Regions from separate parts of the Urocitellus parryii genome. Here region 1 is linked to region 2. The links are chromatin contacts, called in public Hi-C maps. All regions are on one chromosome and are shown on one strand. Each heading gives the region's core, a stretch centred on a gene start, on an enhancer-like site or on the middle of the called end of the contact. The rest is flanking DNA. Distances are from core to core; before and after follow the strand shown.

What was found. A called contact is a pair of places that touch in the nucleus more often than the background predicts.
Region 1: a contact with region 2 is called in a Hi-C map of liver, with 6 times the contacts expected there. The contact joins the promoter of Bpnt2 here to the promoter of Ubxn2b in region 2. A contact is called at or near these places in 2 of 2 Hi-C or Micro-C datasets (liver and muscle).

What each region holds. Positions count from the first base shown.
Region 1 is chr7:72,435,437-72,439,985 of mUroPar1.hap1, forward strand. Bpnt2 (3'(2'), 5'-bisphosphate nucleotidase 2) reads left to right here and starts at 2,453. Exons shown (of 5, transcript XM_026408485.2): 1 at 2,453-3,095. The coding sequence starts at 2,709.
Region 2 is chr7:71,453,562-71,458,089 of mUroPar1.hap1, forward strand. Ubxn2b (UBX domain protein 2B) reads right to left here and starts at 3,149. Exons shown (of 8, transcript XM_026408502.2): 1 at 3,062-3,149. The coding sequence starts at 3,145.

The sequences.
Region 1 (4,549 bases), core at 1,203-3,702, 980 kb after region 2:
CATTACTAGATGTGAGACCAGAGACTCTCTGAATACCAGTGAGTGGCTTTATAAAAATGTGAAGAGCATGGGTCTGGCAAGTCAGGTAAGTGGAAGTACATTAGAGAAGTTTCTACTAAATGCCAATTCTTCTTGCTACTAGGATTCATATACAGAAAATATTTGGTAATATTCATCTTCCTCAACACACAAGAAAAAATTTCTTTAAAATAAAAACAGTTTGTCTCAAGATCACAAACATATTAATTTAATTTTTCACACTTCTCATTCTAAAAGAGTATATGTTGTTCAATCAAATTCCTGTGAAGATTTTTTTTTTAATTTACTGGGGATTAGACCAGGAAGTTGGAGTATTACCCTGAGTTACAGCCTCAGCTCTTTTACTTTTTTTTGAGACAGGGTCTTGATAAGTTGCCCAGGCTGATCTCAAACTTATGATCCTCCTGCCTCAGTCTCCCATGTAGCAGGGATTACAGACCTACGCTATTGTATCCAGCTCCTATGAGGATTATAAAACAGTATCTGGGCTTGGGTTGTAGCTCACTGGTGGAATCTTGCCTAGCATGTTCAAGGCTGAAAGCCCTCAGTTTGATCTCTAGCACCACAAAAAATGAATAAATAAAAATCTAAATGTAATTAGTTAAACACTTTATTCTTGTTATAGTTTCTCTTAATAATTAAATGTTAGATCCCCAATATTTATTGCTTATTATCAATTATCACCAGAGAACTACAGTACCTCTTAGAGCTATGATCTTTAATAGCACTTTAATATATATATATATATATATATATATATATATATATATATATATATATGCTTTAGCACTTTTTCTCTCAAGTGTTGGACAACTTTCCTGCAGCAGAAAATGTGCCCAAACTTGTCTGAGGGAGATTATGATATTAAGCATAATGCTGCAGTGAATGTTGCCTTAAGTTCTTTTCCAATGTCTTTGGAAAACATTGTTTAGACAATCCTTGGTCAGATTTCCCAGTGATACTTTTAGTACTCCCATGACCACTACTCAACTCAACTTGTTTTGTTGATCTCATAGTGTAGTTTTGAGGTGGTTCTGCTGAACTCAATCATTTATATCTCAACTTTGATCTTTATCTTCATCCCTGGAATGGGTATCCATAATTACTCTGTGGTCTTCACTTTCAGATTTCTTTGGAAAGCAATTTTGTTTAATTGTGCGGTGGGTCCCTTTCATTGATTCATATTTGGACTTTGTGCTGTGCTCATTTTTAAATTAGTTACAGATAGATGGCAGGAAAATCAAGCAATTAATAATCAGTGTCTATTGTATCTGTATAACCATATGCAAATTCTAGAGAAGCCCTGACCTCTAAGGAAGCAGTACAGGTCAGGTTCTACAATACTTGCTTAGCAATGGATGTGTCAGAAGGTCTGTATACTAGTAGTTTTTAAGGTGTGTAATATTAAAACCAATGCCTTTTACTATGAACAGTAAAATGGGCTGCATTTTAAGTTGATTTAATAAAAATATTCTATCATTTAAGAGGGATACTGTACATTTACTATGCACATTAAAGATTAAATATAAACTTACTAATATTTATTCTAACACTAAAATTTAATAAGTGTCCACTATTTTTATTGCCAAGAATAATAGCTTGGTAGAGGCAGTTATTTCTGTTAAATTTGTCTCTATAGTACACCTGGAGGATCTTCATTGACTCAAAGATTATGTATCCTAGATCCACTGACATCTTCTAACAATCTTTAAATCAAGTGCACCTTGTCAATCAATTGCTCTCTGTTACCAATCTCTGGGAAGGCTGCAGAGCTGAAGTATACTTGAAAGCCAGAGAAACCTCTTGTGTATTCCTTCATTCTGAAAGCCCCAGATCGAGGTATATTTTTCAGCTTCTTAAAGAATGATTTATTCTGGCTGGTAATGGCAAAGGAAAACTCTACACTTTACATACAGAAAGTTCAGATCACAAGGAGGCCTGCAGAATAAAGGGCCAAGTAAAATTCCTCCCCCACCGCCCGCCCAGTCCCTGGAAGATCCTTGCAGATTCTATTTCAAGCTACAGACTGTGTCCACACGCACCGGCCAAAAAGGCTCACAAAGGTCTGTTTTGAAATGGCTTGTCGTTTTTTCCTCCCTTCCTCAAAAACCCGGCAGCGATGGGAAGATTACATGTCAGTGTGGCTTTACTGCGGCCAAAGTTAGTGGCACAAAGAGAGATTTCACTTAAACATCCTTTCGGTTCTCAGCACCCTTTCCTGCATAGAAAGCAGCTTTCCGCCTCCTGGAGTTTTTCGAAAACCCAAACACCACCAGAGCCATAAAGGAGGCCCATTCTAGAGCCTTTTGGCGCGAGAGCAGACCCCCTGCCTGGAGGGAAGGGCCTTCCTCGCCCCGCCCCTCGCCCCCGCCCCGCCCCCCGCGTAACCCGGATACACACCCACGCTCCCCTTTCACCTATCGGCGGCTGGCGAACGTGGAAGTCCGACCTGTGGGCCGGTAGAGGTTCCGGGAAAGTGGGACGCGTGGGGCGGACACCGTGATCTTCACGGCGCGGCTCAGCCTTTCGGGGAAGGGAGCCATGGGGCGCGCGGGCGCCGGGGAGCGGGCGCCGGTGTAGCCCGAGCGGCCCTTGGCCCGGAGCACGACGGCGTCGGGAGCGGGGAGGCCTGTAAAGGCCGACACCCCAAGCGCCCGGCCTCCCGCGCCATGGCCCCCATGGGCATCCGCCTGTCCCCGCTGGGGGTGGCAGTGTTCTGCCTGCTGGGGCTCGGCGTGCTCTACCACCTCTATTCCGGCTTCCTGGCCGGCCGCTTCAGCCTCTTTGGCCTCGGTGGCGAGCTGGGCGGCGGCGCGGCGGGGCCCGTAGCCGTGGCCGATGCGGGCACGGTGGACTTGCGCGAAATGCTGGCAGTGTCCGTGCTGGCGGCAGTCCGCGGCGGCGACGAGGTGAGGCGCGTCCGTGAGAGCAACGTCCTCCATGAGAAGTCCAAGGGGAAGACACGCGAGGGAGCAGAGGACAAGATGACCAGCGGCGACGTGCTCTCCAACCGCAAGATGTTCTACTTGCTCAAGACTGCCTTCCCCAGCGTGCAGGTCCGTTACCTGGAGCGCTGGGCTCGGTGGGAGCCCATGGGCGGCGGGGCCACCTGGCCAGGGAGCCTGGGATCCTGGAAACGTTTTGCAGCCTGTGGACTCCCAACAGTCCCAGGTCGTGGGAGCCCCTGATTTCCATTTTGCAGATGGGAAAATTGAGAGGCAGAAGTTAAGATGCACAAGGTCATGCAAACAGTTCTTGGAAGAGCTGGGAAAGGTTCCAGGTAGTTTAACTCAGAACCCATGCCCTCTGGTCCTTCCCTGGATTGTGTAGTGAAGTGTACCAGGGATCAGGAGACTTGGGTTCTGAGAAGGCTCTGATACAAAAAGGCTGAGAAGGTAAATAACAACGATGCTTCAAGCTCTTCTGTAACATAAAAGAATTGGACTAGAATCCCTCAAACCCCTATTCACACTTGATTTCATTATTGGAAGGGTCATGGCTGTAGATTACACGTTTTCTGGCCTTCAGGCCAGTAGCCAACTAAAATTCAAAAACTATAAAAGTCTGCTGCAGAGCTGTTAGTTCCGCAGGGCATGAAGGGGCAGGGCATGCTCCTAAATTACGTAGCTTCCCCCCCCCACACCCCAGGATCTCTTAATGGCTAGTAATTTAGAGGCCCTTCAAGGAAGTATTTTGAAATAGGCTTCCAGGCAACTTCATTTTAGCTCTGTAGCTCTCTATCCTACCTACACTTGATTAAAGATCTCTAATTATGCCAGAAAATTTAGAATTGAATAGCATTTACCTTGTCTTCAGGTAGGTTTCTGAAGGAGTTGACATTTTCTTCAGGAAATCCAGACATTCTGGATTTGTGATTAATACTTTTGGAATTCATCAGTTCAGTGGAGCTGTTGAGTTGAATATACTGTAAAACTTTTTTGAATTTATTGTAATTCCAGAAGAACTGAATGTAGTGTAGCAATATCTTTTAAATGTATGTCTCATTTAACAGTTGACTTTGATTACTAGGAAGAAAAAAATATTTCCAGTGAAGTTTGATTAGATAAAACAGTTGTAATTAAACCCAGGCTGTCTTGGAAGGTATCTAAACTTTTGCTGTTGTTCTTGAGATAGTTATGTAGAGTTATGTATCTTATGTAACTCCTTCCATGGTATCATATTTGTGCTTTGATTTTCTTTATCCTCTCTTTCTCCTACCTCTCTTCCTTTCTTTTTCTTCCATTTTTTCCCCACATGAAACATTGGATTTCATGTTATGAGTTGCTGGATACCAGATATAAAAGAGACATTAGTAGAATTTTTTTCAAATGTCTACTAAAACAAAATAATGCATTTTTCCACTTTTTCTTTTGCCCTATTCTGCTTTATCATCATATATAATACTTACTTTGTTTGGATTTAGATGTAAGATGTGCTTGTGAAGTATCTGTCTTCTCTAAAACACCTGTATTTCTCTAAAACAAGATTTTCAGAGAAGTTGATATATGAT
Region 2 (4,528 bases), core at 1,899-4,398:
GGTGAAAACTGCTACAGAATGTAATAAGGGTTTATTATCCAGAATAGCTACACCAATATCACTTGGGAATTTGTGAGAAATACATATACTCTAGTCTCACTCTATTTCTAATGAATTAAAGCTGGGGCAAGGCCCAACCTGCTTTAACAAGTCTTCCTGGTGATACAAACTAAAGTTGAGAACCAATATTACAGAATAATGATATATAACATGATTAGGATACTGGCGACAATTTTAACACAGTATTAGACATTCTTAATCTTTCCTCACTTACAGTATTATCAAGACCATCCAATTAATTCAAATCCAATTCCTTAATATTGGTTATCCCTAATCCACCCTCTACCCCAAATTCCAACCTCAGTATGGAAGCAAAGGATTAAGAACAGAAAATTTTTCCTTTGACATTATTCTGGAGGAAAACTGCAACAGAAACAAACAATATCTTAATGAAATGTAAAGCTAAACCCTGTGTGTGGATGAACTGAAGGGTCCCAAAACAAACAAAGATCTTGCAAACATTCAGAAATACTACTAAGCAGCAGAGATGTTTTTAGACTTACTCTTGTCACTAACAGTACTAGCCCAAACTTTCCCACAGAACATAATTATGAAGCCAGAATTAGACAGGCAGTCAGTGTAGATAGGTAAATCAAGTCAGGTTGGATCTAGGAGGCCAATTTTGAGTGAGTCTGGGAAGTTGGAGACTGTCCCCTGAGGGATCTTATCAAGAACTTGCCCCTGCTCCAACCTGTTGCCAAGGTAACCAGTCCCAGGAATTTCCCCTTCCTATATAGGGGAGCTATAAAGAGGGAAGTAAGAAGAATCTACTGAAAACTGCACTTAACTGGGTAGCCACTTAAACAGGTCTAGATTAAACAAGATAATCCATAAGTAATCAATGTCCATGAAACCAGTTGGGAAGAACATTATCCAATTATTTTAACCTTTGTTAATATACTTTATTTCTTGATATAATCATCATTTACGTTATTTTAAAATTTCTTACAAGTCTTTTTATATTCTAATTGGATTCTAAGGGAAACATTATCAATAAATACAGTATTTGATATACCAAATCACATTCATAAATTAATTACATTCCTACTGACCAACCTACCATAAAGCAGATAGGAGATGAAAAAAGAATCTTCCAATTTAGGGGGGGAATGAAGATATTCTCGAAATTAACATCTATCAGAACATCCCAAATCATTAATAATCCACTGGATTAAGTATGCAAGCAATCTGCCAAATAGCAAGTGCTCAATTAAATTAGAAAAGGGTCTGAGGTTATTTTAACTTTAATGGTACTAAACAGTGACTACATAGTAAAAGGGCTGAGCCCAAGGATAATATAGGGATTTGTGGAGTTCCTCCATAGGCATTACTTAATCCCCATACCCCCACCATCACTATCACACCTTCCATTTACAAATGATGACAATGAGGCTGACAGAAGTTAAGACATTTCTCCTAAATTCACACAACTGTGAAGTAGCACGACTAAAATGCAAACCAAAGTTGATCTAGCCACTAATTCATTTTCTCAACACCCCACACTGCCCTTAGTTCTATATTAGAAAAGATGAGGTAAATAGAAGCTGTCTGTTCCTTGCTTTTATTTACTACTGAAAAAACTACAGGCACTGGAACTATCATTGAGTTCATCTAACATTAAAATGATCTTTTCATTCTCCAAATTCTCTACCTTATGAACTACTTCTTTCAGTCCTCAATGATACATCATTAAATGTTATCCTATTTCTCCAAAAAAGTATGAAGGTTTCCAAAAGGTAGAAATGCCTTTTATACTTCTGTACTGTTTAAAAAGGGATATTCCTCAGACCAACTTGATTTAGTAGAATTTACTTATTAGTAAAATAAAGCCAAGCAAAACAACTTATGAAGGGGAGATTCCCAAAACCAAAGCAGGTTAGGAAAACTCCAAGCAACAATGTGATCCTATAACATTTATAGAAAAATGGAAGGGAGGCACAGAAAACTTAATTAGCTACTGCTTGGTCAATCAACCATTAACAGCTTAACTACTTAAGTGGGTACAGGGCCACATGTAACCAATCAAAGCTGAGTTATAGTTAAGTTCTGTATGTTTTGGTCTGTTGGGCCCAATCTAGATGCCCTCCTTAAATTGGCAGCCTCCTACAATTTCATTTAATAACTTTCCACAGTATTCCAGCACAGACTATGGGTTAGATGTCCTATTTATCTCTGCATTTCCCAAAGCTTAGCAGTAAGTTACATGGCAGGTGGTCAGTATGTTTGTTCAAAGAAGTAGAATCAAAATGTGGCTATAAATACAACGTTATGTCAACGGTTGTGGATTCAATAGCATTTATTTTTAATGATAGCTCCTTAGAATTATTTGTTGAGTTTTATCAATGATTTTATAAGAGGGCAGAAAAAAGACAAGCATTAGCCAAGTGGTGCTAGACTCTGATAAACAATAAGATTTGGTGCACTGGTATTTAGCCAACCAAGTCAGTATCCTATAACAATACAAAATTTTTATTTCCTTCCCCCATTTCTAAGTGCACTGTTTTAGAGACCACTCTTCACAATCACCTTATACACGTCTGTAGGATGAATTGCTTTAGTTCACCCTCCCCCCTTCCAAAAAAGGTACTTGATGGAAAGGAACCACTTTTACATTTAAGTCATAAAGTTAGAAAGGGCAACCAAGACAAGAAAAAGCCAGCACCCATTATTACTTTCTAAGTGTCTGCGGATTTATTACCATCCATACTAATTCCTTCTCCCAAGTCTCAGGAAGGAAGCTCGCCCGTTGCCGCAAAATGCCATTGCAAACTAAAGGGGGACGAGGTGCGCCCGGGAGAGACTTGGGCACCTGTTTCCAAATCCACCACGGTGCAATGCACTTCCCTGGAGTAACCCCCAAGCAGGAGTCTCAATTCCATCCCTAGAGAGAGTCGGGAAAGGGCTCAGCCGGTCTAAAGCGGCCTCTGACTCACGCCCGCTCGCGCTGTCACCGGCCCGGCCCCGCCCGCGGCAGCACCCTTGGCTTCAGCAACTCGCGCACCTGTAAGTCCCGCGCGCTCGGGGGCCCTGGCTTAGAAGACCTCCGCTCCTGCTCCTCCGGCTCTGGAACACCACCCTCCGCCATTTTCCGCCGGCTCCCGGCGCCCGCCGCGGACGCGCTTCCTGTGACTTCCGGGGTAGTTGCTTAGCAACTGCGAGAAGGGGCGGAGCCGCGCCGTGAACTCCGGGGGACCGGGCGGAACGCCACGGAGCGCGCTTGCTACGTAGTTCCCGAGCGCTTGCGTCTGGCCCGCACTTTCTCGCCTGTCAGTCTACTTTCCTTAATATTTTTCGGCTTCAGTCTGGAGTTCACGCTGCTAAACGCTTGAAGGCGCTGTAGACTGCCCTAAAGAGCAGCGATGACTTGCCGATTCCTTAATTCAGCAAGGAAAACGTCCTCTGGATGTTTGATCAGGTGAACATTCGACCTCACCTGCCTAGTGGTAGTCAGATTCTCTCCTCCCTGTCAAGGACTGAACAGCACATGGCCTTCACAGCGTGGATTGGCATTGGGCGCAAAGAGCACCCTGAAAATTTACAATCCAACTGGAGACTGTTAATCCTTCTTTATTCAACTGGGATTTATTTAAACATCTGTCATATCCCGAGTACTTTTATGCATTTGCGATATGAAAGCAAAAAGAAATAGTCCCAGTCATTGTGAATCTCACAATCTAATGGGCAAAAGAAAGATGTAAACAGACAATAACATGTAATTTTTGGTAGAGTTTTGAGAAAGTGTTATAGGAGGAACTTGGGGTGGGTTTGAAGGGGGGAATATTCTGTTGGTGTCTACTGTGCGCACTATGCAAATGTTGGAGCTCAGAAAATATATCCGCCAAATATGCTGCTTTGGCGTGTTAATTATTTTTAGTCAAAGGCACAACAGCAGGTGCAAGAAGATCAGTCTGACCTTCCTTTCTCTTTCTGAAAGGAAGAAACAATCCTCTTGTGAAAGATGCCTTCCCTGGAAAGAAGTCTTAACCACTAGAGACAAGGAGTCCAGGCCCAGAGAAGTCTGTACAAACAGACCATATAAAACTAACCCACACCTTCCTAGTTCCTTTTCCAAAACTTCCACTCTTTGTTCAGTCTAGTATATAAACCCAGATGCTTATTCAGGTCTTCATCTTCCTTCATTTTCTTTGGTAGACACCCATGTACATGTAAAATTTTATTTAAAATTTGCACATTTTTCTCCTGTTAAGCTGTTTTATATCAGTTTAATTCATAGGCCCAGCTAGAGAATTTTTTTTCTGCCCCAGAATGTATTCTATATGCAATCTCATCTATCTCTCTGTAAAGTTAGCAATTACTATGTTATACCAAAGAAAACATATGTAATGACTAAATTCACTCTCTACTAAATGGAATACCAGATTCTAAACCTTGCATTTGTTGTTCTGATACTCTTTTTAATGCAAAATTTTGCACTATAAATATCCCTAGCTCTGTCTTTAACAAGAAT